Regions from separate parts of the Columba livia genome. Here region 2 is linked to region 1. Evidence: chromatin contacts called from public Hi-C data. All regions are on one chromosome and are shown on one strand. Each heading gives the region's core, a stretch centred on a gene start, on an enhancer-like site or on the middle of the called end of the contact. The rest is flanking DNA. Distances are from core to core; before and after follow the strand shown. Region 1 holds the start of PKIB (cAMP-dependent protein kinase inhibitor beta). Region 2 has its middle 24 kb from the start of SMPDL3A.

Evidence for each region. A called contact is a pair of places that touch in the nucleus more often than the background predicts.
Region 2: a Hi-C map of crop shows a contact between it and region 1, with 2.3 times the contacts expected there. The contact joins the enhancer-like site here to the promoter of PKIB in region 1. A contact is called at or near these places in 2 of 2 Hi-C or Micro-C datasets (crop and liver).

What each region holds. Positions count from the first base shown.
Region 1 is chr3:54,154,496-54,161,225 of bColLiv1.pat.W.v2, forward strand. PKIB (cAMP-dependent protein kinase inhibitor beta) reads left to right here and starts at 4,970. Exons shown (of 3, transcript XM_065056772.1): 1 at 4,970-5,126.
Region 2 is chr3:54,254,853-54,261,498 of bColLiv1.pat.W.v2, forward strand. No RefSeq gene overlaps it. Among named protein-coding and RNA genes, the nearest start is that of SMPDL3A, 24 kb to the left of the region's middle. Within about 2 kb of position 4,894, at least 1 of the 3 cell types and tissues checked has an H3K27ac peak away from gene starts, as active enhancers do.

The DNA of each region.
Region 1 (6,730 bases), core at 3,720-6,219:
GGGATTTATGATCAACTGTATTTGTTACAAGTGGTTTTGTAATTTTTGGTAGCAATGATCAAACAAAAATGTAGAGACTTTGTGATAGCTGCTGCAGTATGTAGGGTTTCATGTATTTTTCCTGTTAATCCCCATAGGTACTAGATTAACCAAAGTTATGTCTGACTTGATAAATGCATAGCCACTCTCAAGTGTATCACCTGAATATGGCTCTTCATCACAGCAGCCACCACAGCGAGCAGCCTCCTCAGTAGCAGTATCACCAGCCCGACTTGTCTGCCTTCTTTGATCTTTGGAGAGAAGACAGCTGCTGATGGCACGATGTGTGTGCTACAGGTGAGGCTACACGTGGGCCTGTGTTCTCCATGGAGATGACATGGAAACAGCTTGTTTTCCCTTAGAAAGCAGGAATAGGCTTCAAAGGGTAGCACAGGCTTTTGATACGAAAGAAGTGACAATGACCAAAATGGTAGGACACAAGACAACTGTATGTATACCCGGGATGCAAAAAAGCAACTTTACAGTGGGAATGGACCCTTTCCTGAGTCTTTTAGTTCTGTTTCTAATAAGAATTTGTCTGTAACACTAGCACAAGAGATGCCTCTTTCTTTATTCGATTTCTGATTGCCATTGTTTACATTCCTTTGGAAGAACTCGTGATCAAACACAGAGGACCACAAGGGAAGCTTTGGATATTAGCTGTGTATACAGTGATTTGGCATGAGCATTAACAGATGAAAGGAAAATTGCAAAACGAAAAAGAATCTAGATGAAGGCAACTCGCAATATGAATATCAAAAGAGAACTAGTTTGGAAATGGAAATACAGCACACTTGGAATTAATGTAGACTCATTCTAGGCCCAGCATGATTCATACAGTGCCAACAGGCTGTACAATTTGCATCAGTATCTATGTTTCAATAGAATTTTGTAACCAGGCTATTTGAATGCTCTAATCCCTTTATTAATGTGTGTGGGAGCCTGGAGATGAAGAAGGGTAGGAAGCAAGAGCTGGATGTCTGCAGGGCACATCTCACATGCAACCTGTCAGTCCCAACTCCAAGCTGAAAAAGCATAATCTCTGTTCAAACCCTGGCTTTGTCATTCTGATATGAGCACACATTTCATCTGCAGATCCTCTGGGTAGACATTTCCGAATCTAGGCAATGCAATCTCCTCCCTTCTTCTTAGAGAGCTTTACTTCAAAGCCCATGTGTAGCTGTCAGTTCTGCTCTAGGTCACAGTGAGATATGAAGCCTGGTGCTGTGTCACAGAAGACAGAACACTTGCATGTGGAAGTTTGTGTCTATTTGCATCCATACATGTAACCTCATGAACCAGAAACTCGATTTTTGCTTCATACTTGCTTTCAGCTTCTGTGGAGTTGGCTCTTTCTTCGTACTAATTTAGAGGCTGCTTGCTTGAGGCCAATATGTTGGATGCCCTCTCCTGGTTTTGATCAACATGAGGGTACAAGAAAAAGACGTTACCACTTACAGTAATTGTGCTAAGCAAACTAGAAGGGGCTCCACACAATGCTGTCAGTATTTTAACAAAAAAAAAAAAAAACCCTGGTAAATAAAGAAATAAAAATTCTAGTGTTCCTACTGAAATATCTTTTTTGACTAACATTCTCCTCAAGAAGATTTCTGAATGTCTTCTGAGTCTGAGCTTTCCCTGGGTGAGCACAAAGACTGCGGGTGCTAAAGCTGCAGGGAGCTGAGATGCAGATGATGCACTTGCTTTCTGGTTCTGTAGCCTGTTATAAGTCTTATCCTTTTGGTCATTTATTAGAGGCCTTACACATACATAGAACTGGAAATCTGAATTTTTGTGTTTAATTGCACCTGATGGATAATTCTTCCATAATTTGCATTTTTTTACCCATTTATGATTTTTGTCTCTACATTATTCTCTGATTATGTGGGCAAAGTGTCATTTCATAATGTGCCATGTGGAACAAGTACTTCCTTTTATTTGTTTCAAACCCACCTTCTGAGGATTTCATTCAGTGCCTCTTGTGTTGTGAGACAGAAGTTGCATCTGGACCATTTTCTTTAATATCCCATGATGCGCCCTCAAGTAGTTATTCATCCTTTTAGTCTCAAGATAGCTGAGTTTCTTTATAAAGCTTGTCATAGGTCTTTCCTAAAAGACCTTGACAGAAGCATTAATGGTATTTAAAAGCAACCGTATAGAGTGGATCGTTTACATATGATGGAGTTTGATGAAGCCTTCAACAGATGGCAAGGAGGCAGGGCTTCCTTCCACAAAAGGTAGGTTGATGCTTCCCTGTTAGTTCGGAGTTGTTCATGTGCCAACTGATACTATTCTTTAGGATATTTTGAAGTGGATTGCCTCAAATACAAACACCCTCCAGAGCCCTTTTCAACATTTAGTACCTTCTATTTGGCTGACTCCAGATGTCTAAAAATATATAAACTGCACAGAAGTACAACATGAAAAGTTTCTCAGCAAGTCTTATGGATATAAAACGTGCTTTTCAAGTGACATTGGTTTTGCTACAAGAAGGGAAAATTTAAAATAAATCAAAGATATAGTAGTTTGTAATAAAGAAAGGGAATAGAAAACCTCTTTTGACTCTAAGTAGGATGTTCCATGTTTCTGTCAAGGCACACTCACAGCAGAAAACACGTCAATCCCAGCTGCTTCAAAACAGCTTTCCACTACTGAACATCACTAATGTACCTTGTGAAAGGCTTGCAGAAATTATTTTTCTCAGTGCCACAGTGGGAACCTGCACAAGTCTGAAGAAGAACTTCTCACTTATTGTAACCATCTCACTTATTGGCATCTGAGGTTCTTGCAAACATCCGTGTTAGGTCTAATTCAGAACAGGTGTCTGAAGTGCTCCCCACCAAACACCACACATGAAATCCCACCTGTACACGTCAGACACCGGCTGCATGAGGAAAGGTGAGCAGCAGCTCTTGCTACCTCAGAAGTATGACCACTACATCAGCCTGAAGGAAGACGCAGGTTGGGTTTTGACATCCAGGTGGGCTACAAACATGTCAAGGCCTTAACACAATGTGACCAAGCTAAGTCCAGGACTGTATTTTGGCACTAATAGAAGTAATGGTGATAAGTATGGTCGTTCGGTGTGTTCTTCTTTCCATGTGTCCTCACACAAATCATGCCCTGTAGGTGATCAGTACGCCGAATTCCAGTTTCTGCAGGAAAAATAAGCTGCTGAATGTAAATCTATAGTATAAATACTAGCTTCATGGGAGAGTAACTGCTGGTTCATTCTTGTGAATAAACCTTTCTTATAACCCACAAAATTTAAGACATCTGCCATTAATTTTTGTCATTAAGCTAAAAACAGTAGTCGTAAGGAGGTGGGGTTTTTTTGAGAAATCAAAACATCTGCCCAAATAATAAAATAAATGACAAAGAGATTAATAATTAAAGGAGATACAGTAAATTATATTCTAAGAAAAATAGTTTAGAGGGAGTTGGCATGACTCCAGACTAGAGCTCTTAAACTTTAAGAGGACATTTGGAAGGATCTAATAAAAATGCAAGGTAATCAACCAATTCTAAGTCATCATCTGAGTTATTAGGATTTTAAAGTTCCCATTGTAAATTGAATTGCTGTAATAATATGGCTTAAATAGTCTTGAGGATAGATCCTAAGTATTCTAGGTCATACCAGAAAAATGTAAAAAGTAAACCCAAGGGATTTTAGGTTCAGGAATTCCAACTTCAGTTTGAAAGAAAATAAAATTTTAACCTTGTGCTCCTTTTATTTGTTATCATAAATAAACATTATAGAAAATCTTGATGTAGTTTGTAGTGTAAGCACTGAAAAACACGGGTATAATGATTCTCATCTTTAACTGAATCTGTCCAGTTTTCAGAATATCAGGTATAAACGGAAAAAACAGTGTTCCCTTGTCATGTGGCTATGACTGGATATATGGAAATGGCTCAGATAAATATGGATTTGCTGTAGTGAGATTTTCCAAACAGTTTAAAGGGATTTCAAAATAGCTACCTGAGCGTCCTTTTTGGTACAACATGGAAAAGCTATATTAAAACCCAATGCCAAAAATGTATAGTTCTTTTAAAAAACTTTTAGACCCAGTCAGGTATAATATGGCCTTACACATCCAGCTGGAGGGAATGTGACCGTGCCTTGATAGACTCTAAAACGCCAGATGTTAATTTTTGTGTTCTCACCGAAACACAATAATTAAGACACAGAGCTTGGTATATTATTCACAGGGCAACATTTCAAGAGGATAAATGCAAATACTGCTGATTTCAGGCCCAGATTGCATTTTTTTCCCAAGCTCCTGCATGAAGACACGTCCCAGAGGCCAGAAGTCTCATGACAGAGCAGTGCAGCTGCACCACGGCCTCACCGCCAGGTACAATAAAACTTGCAGCCAAAAAGGGTCACAAATGGCAGCACCCAGGTGACAACTTTTTGCACTGTTTTCACACGAGAATTTGTCAGACAAATTCTTGCTTGCGTCGGGCAGGAGCGGGAGGATGCCCTGTGTCATTTTGCTGGTGCAGTTTCAGGGACTGTAGCCAAAAAAAAAAGTGTAACCCGAAGCACTGACACTAAAATGAGCAAGCTCCAGGTAAGAGCTGTATTTTTCCCCGCTGTTTTTGGGTGACCGGGCAACGGGGACCTGCTCTCTTCGCCCCATCAGAGCAACAGCTCTTTGCCCCTGGGAGGGCCACAGCGGGCAAGGGACCATCGGGAGGCATGTCCCTCCACGCTTGGTGACGGTGTTTGGGGGTTCTCCGGCCAGGTCCCCTCTCCCGGCTGCAGGGGCAAGCTGGGGGGCACCAAACTGGGCTGCCCCACACCCGGTATTTTGGGGAGCGCTGCCCCATGCCAGCGCCGAGGGTCAGGCTGGGCACCTCCCGGGCTGCCCCGCTGCGGCCACTTTATGCGCTCCGGGGGCAGCGCCGGCCCCCCCGCGCCGCGCCGCTCCGCTCCGTGCCGGGACGGGCGCACGGGGGGGCGGTGCGGCCGCAGGGCGGGCACGGCAGCCCGCCGCCTCCCGGCACGGCAGCGGCGCCCGGCGCAGAGCGGGCCAAGGGCAGAGACCCGCCGGCCGCGGCAGCGGCAGCTCCGGCGCCGGGTAAGTGCGGGGGGCCGGCGGCCGCGGGGAAAGTTGGGGGTCGGGCGGAGGGGGAGCGGCGCAGGGCGGGGTCCCGCTGCCGTCCGGGCGGTGGCCGGCGCCAGTGGCTCGGTCGTCGCGTCTGGATGCCGGCAGGGGACACCCTGTAGGGGCTGTGGCGGCGGCAGTGCCGGGCGGCGGGGCCGTGGGAGGGAACGGAGCGTTCCCGGGTGGCCGAACCCCGGCCGGGCGGAGTGTCCAGGTAACGGGCGCGTCCCTCCCGGTTCCGCACCCTCAGCGACCCGGGGCCCTGCAGCGGCCGTTTGCTTTGGGCACCGCCGTGACCCCCATGGGAAAGGGACGGGGAGCCCGGGTGCTGCGGGAGAGGAGAGAGAAAGCAGCTGCTCAGGGTGCTCCTGGGGACGTGAGGTCCCATGTCCCACCGTGTCCCAGGGGTTCTGCGTGACCGCGGATAAGTCACGGATCATCTCTCTGTGCCTCGCTGACCTAGATGCTTCCCTACGATTGACCGACCGGGTTTACTTTTTATTAAGGTTAGGTATTAACCTTTAGGGAAGTGCTTAGGGAAACTGATAATAGGTGTAATGAATAGGCTGCCTGTCATCAGGAAGGAAACTAAAATGACTTTTTCTCTGGCAGAAAAGTAATCAAAAGTGCTTCAGGCACAATTTTTATCTACATCATCTCCTTTCTGAAATTATGTTTGTATGGTCAAACTAATCAGTGGTAAGAACATGAAGAGTAGAGAGTAAAAATATCAGCTTTATTTACATAATGGCACTTCTAGTTATATTAAAATACATCTCTGAAAAATAACCTTTGTACGTGAAGTCCATAATTAAAGTCACGTGGACAAGGTCATGAACAACTAACATGCAGTTTGTTGATGCAAAAGATGTCCCTAGAAAATCAGTTAAAATATATCATTGACTTTGATCTTTCCGTGATTGCAAGGAATGTCCTTGTACTTTGATCACTCACAAGACAGGAATTTTTCTTTCTGATTGCGACAAAATGTTGGCAGTAAGAAATTTTTCTTGATTCAGTTATGATGGATGCTCCTCTGCATTTGTTAAAAAGTTATTTGTGGACTCTGGAGAGCAGGCAAGTGCTTTTAGTGAAGGAAGAATGAAGAAAAGTATTCAAAATACTCCCGAGGCGATAGATAAAATAAGCCACAGCATACTGTTTGGTTGGTACAGATACACCCGATTCTTAAAAGTTTGAACTTTTAAATATAATGAGACTTTGGTTATTCTAAGAAAATCCTCACTGTCTTTGGGGGCACATTGATGTATGTGAAAATATATACAGTGTGTTGAATTACCCAGTATAACTTTATCACTTTTTGTAGCCAGCAAAAAGCAGTTTGGATGAAACATTTGATCAGGACAGAGACCTTGAAGGAAAGACTATGACTTTGTTACATTTCCTCACTGAAGAAGTGTTGGGTTTTTTCTGTTTGTTTGTTTTTTTGTGTATTGTTTTCAATTATTAATATTCTCTTTGAAATGCTGAATTTACATTTGTGTTATGATGTTTGTGAAATGTTACAGTGTGTTGACAAAACGACTTATATGGAAGTAATATACATTGAAAATTCA
Region 2 (6,646 bases), core at 3,644-6,143, 100 kb after region 1:
CATAGAAATAGAAATAGCAGTTTTATTTTAAACTTATTCTTTGTGTAACTGGACAGGTCCTATACTTGTTATATTCATTGCTTCAGCCAGTGCCTGCCCTTGTGGTTTTTGGTGTCTGGCCAATTTCTGTTTAAGAACATCCTCTTATTTTTGTTTGTCCAAACTTAATGAGGCATTGCCATTCGCTGGTATGCAAAATTATAAACCACTTGAATTTAGTGGTTAGAGAATAGCTTCTAAACTTTATATATACTATATGCAATGCATGTAAAATAATGAAAAAAATCCTTTTTTTTCCATTGCACATCTCTGGGTGCTCAGAATTGGTAAGAATTTCAGTTTCCCTGTACAGCTGTTACTAGTTACCTGATCTCTCTTTTTTACTGTTGCTCTCTCTATTCTGCCTTCATTCATCTCCCTGTTATGAATTACTGGTGTTATGAAGAAGGCACACTCTTAGTTTTGTTGAATGTTGTAAAATATTCACTAGTCATACAAGAATTTGTCCTGCTGCTAGCAGAAAGCAGCTCTATAAACAATGTGCTCCTTTGTTTTTCCTAAGCGTAGTAACAAATGGATTATGTGTAACAGCCATCTATAGGGCTTTTATTTCATCTCCATTCAGGCGCTGCGTGTTTTGCACTGCTTTTAATGAGGCTGCCTGAACTATGGTAACCCCACAGTACATTTGTAAGCAAGAGATATTAGATGAATCAGCCCCTTCCAGGACTGCATTATGAGGTGATCTGCTTTCATTACAGGATTTGTTTTATAGGTGGTAGAGCTCAGCGAGAGGACGCTGCGGGCACAAGCAGCGCTTACATACTCTGTAAGGCCAAGTTCAGGGTCTGCATGAATGCGAATCTCCTTTCCCACAGTCAAATCTCCATTCCTTGTGTGGCTTGAAGCACAACCTCTCTTGTGCATGACCTCCCCTTCTGCTTCAGACTCATACTGGAATGACCAATAGTCTTTTATAAAATACTCCATAAAGAACTATTTTACTTCCCCATCAGCATGAAAGCTTGGGTCCCCACACACAAAACAAGCACAAAACCCAGCATCTCACAGCAGAATGAAAAGCCTCTTCTTCCTTCTGCCTTTCTGAAGTGTGAAGGTTTCCTCTCTGGAACTGGAAATGTTTATTCCCTGGCAATAGACAAAAACAACCAAACACATATTTATACAAGTACAGATATACACCTTCTTTTTCTTTCTGGAGGCCTGAGAGAGTTCTACTTTTTCTCCTTTGTTATTATTTTTTTTTAACAATGTTTACATTTTTACCAGAGCAAACCAGGATTCACAAGTGTCATAGTGCCCTATTTAGGTATTTTGTGGTTTCTTTGAATGTAATCTGTTCTCAAGATCTTCTGTTTATTCTGCTGCTCTTCAGTCACTATCAGAATCAAAACTGGGTAGTTTTTGCATAGGAAATATTGTTACAATACAGAAGACAATTGTATTGCACAAAGTAGATAAAAACAAAGGCCTTGTGGCAGCGTACAGGCCTCATCTTCCTCCTCTCTGAACATATTTTTTGTATGTTACTTGAAGTGTTTAATTAAAAAAAAAAAACAACAAAAAACATAGCTCAAGGAATTATTGGCTTAGTAAATAGGGGACCTGGTGAAAAACTGGGGATGAGGGAATACATACATTAGATACATTACTTTGGATAACCCCCAGAACAGTGTTAGAGATTCAAGCCTTGAAGAAGTCACTGTTGTTAAGCTTTGGGGTATTTAATGGCTGGGCAGTGGTTTTGGCAAGCAGTTTCTATCAGTGAGGTAAAATCAAGCTGAACTGTGACTTGCTAAATCTCAATGAGAATCCTGACAGCATAGGGTTGCAGGTAACATCTTTTTCTAGTTGTAGTCTTTTCTAACTAGCAGCAGTGAGGAGCAAAGCCCTGAGATTAAAAATACCAAGAGAGGTCTTTACAGAATCACAGAATGTTAGGGATTGGAAGGGACCTCAAAAGATCATCTAGTCCAATCCCCCTGCCAGAGCAGGAATACTTAGATGAGGCTACACAGGATAGTGTCCAGGGGGGTTTTGAATGTCTCCAGAGAAAGAGACTCCACAACCCCCCTGGGCAGCCTGTTCCAGTGCTCTGTTACCCTCACCGAGAAGAAGTTACTTCTCAGATTTAACTGGAACCTCTTGTGTTGCAGTTTGAACCCATTACCCCTTGTCTTACCATTGGTTGTCATCGAGAAGAGTCTGGCTCCATCCTCATGACACTCACCCTTTATATATATACAAACATTAATGAGGTCACCCCTCAGTCTCCTCTTATCCAAACTAAAGAGCCCCAGCTCCCTCAGCCTTTCCTCATAAGGCAGATACTCCACTCCCTTAATCACCTTTGTTGCCCTGCGCTGGACCCTCTCCAGCAGTTCCCTGTCCTTCTTGAACTGAGTGGCCCAGAACTGGACACCAGGGAAGAGTAGAGGAGGAGGAGAACCTCTCTTGACCTACTAATCATCCCCCTTGTAATACACCCCAGGATGCCATTGGCCTTCCTGGCCACAAGGGCACAGTGCTGGCTCATGGTCATCCCGCTGTCCGCCAGGACCCCCAGGTTCCTTTCCCCTACGCTGCTCTCTAATAGGTCATTCCCCAACTTATACTGGAACCTGCGGTTGTTCTTACCCAGATGCGAGATGCTACACTTGCCCTTGTTATATTTCATTAAATTTTTCCCCGCCCAACTCTCCAGCCTGTCCAGGTCTCGCTGGATGGCAGCACAGCCTTCTGGCGTGTCAGCCACTCCTCCCTGTTTGGTGTCATCAGCAAACTTGCTGATAGTACACTCTATTCCCTCATCCAAATTGCTGATGAATATATTGAATAATACTGGTCCCAGTACCGACCCTTGAGACACTCCACTAGATACAGGACTCCAACTGGACTCTGCCGCATTGACCATGACTCTCTGGCTTCTTTCCTTCAGCCAGTTCACAGTCCACCTCACTACCCGATCATCCAGACCACACTTCCTCAGTTTAGCAGCAAGGATGCTGTGGGGGACTGTGTCAAATGCTTTGCTCTAGTCAAGGTAGACCACATCCACTGCTTTGCTGAGATTCTTTAATAATTCACAGAATCACAGCTTGTTATTAAAGAATCACAGCTTGTTATTTAAGGAAAATAAAACAGTCTAATGATGAAGATAAATTCACTAGCAAAGAAAACTGTTTGGGGGAAGACTTACCAATTTTCTAGGTGTTTTGGGGTTTTTTTGTTTCCTTTCAATAAAAAATCAACCCTAAATATTTATTTTCCCAGCTCCATTTTGTGTAAAAGCATACAGTGGCAGGCTTATGGAATTCTCCAGCTAGGCTGAACAACCCAGAAAGCAACTTCTGTTCTCTTGAAGGAAAATGTTCATTACACTTCATGTGCATGCACTTTGTGCCTCTGAGCTGCAGAAACAGACAGCAGCTGCGTACTCTTGGGAAATGGCCTGAAATAGGAATAAGATTACAAATGTATTTGGAAGCACTTAAAAAGGCTGATGAAAAACTTGAGGGGAAGGTTTTCTTAAATGAGTATCTGTGTTGCTGGGTGATAAGCATGGCTTTACTTAGTAGGGCTTTACTGTTTATTTGTACTTTCACTCTATGTTTTAATGAGTATAAAGGCATGCAGATCAAGTATCTGGGCACTTATTTCCATTATAATTAACAATTAATGAATTAATTTCCAACCTTTAATTAGATTGAATTTAAATACAGCACGTTTCAAACTCCAGACTCTGGAAGGCATTTAAAAGGATAAAACTGCATGCTGACAGACACCTATTATGCAAGTTTAATTGACACCATGTTTTGGGAAGTTGCATCTGAAAGGTAAATTGACTAGTACTTTGGAAGTCAATCAAGTTTTAAGGTGAGAGATGTTTCAGATAACATGGAGTGCTTAATCCTTTCCACTCCTTCTCTCCTTTCACTTAAAGTCTAGTATTTTCTTGGAAAAATCTGGTTATATGCTTTCAGAATCTTGCCCCTCTGAAAATGAGCTGCAAATTTCCGTCGCTTTTCATTCCCCTGAATCTGTCAAGAGGCTGCAACTGTTGTGAGCAACAAAGTGTTCGGATGTGTCACCCCAGGAGTCAGTCTTTGATGGGCTAAGTGAAGGCAGAATGAACACTGAAAATGTAAAGCTAGTTAACAAACACAAATCCTGTGTTTACTACCCTCTACTGTGAAGGAACCTCAAATATTTAATAAGACCTTTCTATATCAGGTGTCTGGTGAGATCACACAACAAGCGTGAGAACTATTGTCTTTCTGTGGCAATCTAATAGTTATAAGAATGTAACTCATTTTCAAAATTAAAACTGAAAAGTCAATCATAAGCAGTCACCAAATTTTGACTAAGGATTTTTTTTTTTTTTAATTTGAAAATAGTATTTTTAGGCAAAATGAAATGTCAAAAGATGACAAAACCCACTGAATAAATGTTTCTCTTTAAATAGTAGGCATTTAGCTTGCTAACGAGGAACTTCCAACGAGGAACTGTGGAACAGTTGTAACGTTAAACTCCCTTCAGTTATCTGACATCATGGACCAACTTTCATGCTGATATTTATTTTAATATATCTGCCACTGAAGGCAACGAGACTGTGCTGATTTACATTAGTTGAGACCTGTTCCTCTATCCTCTGAAACAAAACCAATTTTGTTTTCTTCCTTCTCTGCTTATTTCTCTCGCCAGTTCCAATTTCACAAACCCATGTTCCACCAGATAATAGTCACCATCATCATCATCATCTCTGTGGGTCCAGGCGGGTGCCCCCCGGATGAGACGGGAAGCACGAGAGCTCTGGGCAGGCACTGGGGTGAGGGCTGGGAGCCATCTCGGTGCCGAGGGGGAGATCCCCTCAAGCTTCACGCTTGGCTGGCTCTTTGTTCGCCCTTGAATGCTCCCGCTCAGAGCCTTTGTGCGGTGGCGGGGCCGAGGTGTGAGGCGGGCGGCAGCGAGGGCCGCGCCATGCCTGGACAGAGCATGACCAGTTTGGCTGCAGCCAGTCACCGCCGGGCTCGGCGTTACATCACCCTCAGCCCACAGCTCGGCCAGACAGAGCCAAACAGGCTCCTTGTTGTTTTTCCTCTTTTCATGAGCAAGAAGAAAGCCTGGGAAAAGAGCAGGGATCCCAGACCTTCCTTGAGAACAGCTGAATATTGTCTGCATGGTAATGAAGGGAACAAAACCACGAAACTCACAGGGCTCTCTGACCCTCCACAAGCTGGGAGGCACAAAAGCGGGGTGTGTAATTGGGATGAGTGGGATGAGCGTGGCGTGGTGAGGAATCACCCCACAGTCCCCCACCGTGCCAGGGAGCCGCTCCTCCGCAGGACCTGTGACAGCTTCTGGGAAAACCAAGGAGTCAGAGTGCATCCCTCATTCCTGTTTCTCAGGGTGATGTCCCTACAATTGATTTGGGGACCCTGTGTCAATATAGTAGCACAGCAGCCAGTTCTCTTTCAAAAACATTATTGTAACACAGAGTGTCCATTTGTGGTTCCAGTTTTCTGTTCCACCCACCAATTCAAGATGGGTACATACGCACAGCTTGTCCTTGTTTTTGCAAGCTGCTGATGTTATCTCAAGAGAAAGTGATAGCTTGTTTGTTCTGTTTTGAAATTCAAAAGAAGTTTAATTTTCCTCTTTGCAATGAGTCTTGGTTGTTGCTTCTTTCAGAAGTGGAAAAATGGACTGGGGAAAGGGAAGGCTTCATATATACTTTGCACACCATGAGCACCTGGACCATTCCCATCTGCTGGGGGCAAGTCCAGCTCCTGTGAAATTTCTGCGGTCACAAACATCCATCTCTTGGCAGCCAGGCATAGTGTTCCTATGGAGAAACACTGTTGTCATGGGAAACTGTGATCATGGAGAGAAACAAGTTTTGTGAGGGATTAGGAGGCTTGCCTGTCTGTACTGTGAAGGCACGCAGCAACCTTGTAGTCCTCTGAAAACCAGAGCAGAGCTTGGTTGTGGGGCAGTGAGCACTTGGAAGGCTTGTGCTGCTGGACTGTGCCACATCACACCTTTGCACAGTCTGAGGTCTTCTAGGACTCTCCAGGCAGATGTGCTCCTCCATGCCTCACTTTGTTCCCTTGCTCCATTTCTGCGGCACGTGATATTCCTTCTAAAATGTCAATAAGGAGGATGTCATCTGGGTGGCTAGGAGAAGCCCCATCTACCCTAGGGCATCTCTTTTGGCTGCAATGCAGTTGTGCTAGTGACAGTGACAATGTAAGCATTTATTTGAGTATTGAGATAGTTTGCTGCACACCTCTGAGAACTATCAGAAACTCTCTTCTAATTTGCAGACACATTTTTTTAATCATCCCTCTTTTACTGTATGTTTTTGTGACAACATTGTTGAATAAGTTAAATTAGCCTTTCCTGTTTCCAATATTTAGCCTTCTGCTGTATTTATAGGGGCAATCATTCCTTCCCAGGCTTCTCTTGGACAAGAGGAAAAGCAAAAAATCCCAAAAGCCAACCTCTTCCTGGAGCACCGTTTAATGTGGTTCTTGTCTAGCCTATTCTTGAGGTTTAACCTGGCAGGTAGCAAAACACCACACAACTGTTTGCTCACCCACCCCCACAGTGGGACAGGGGATAG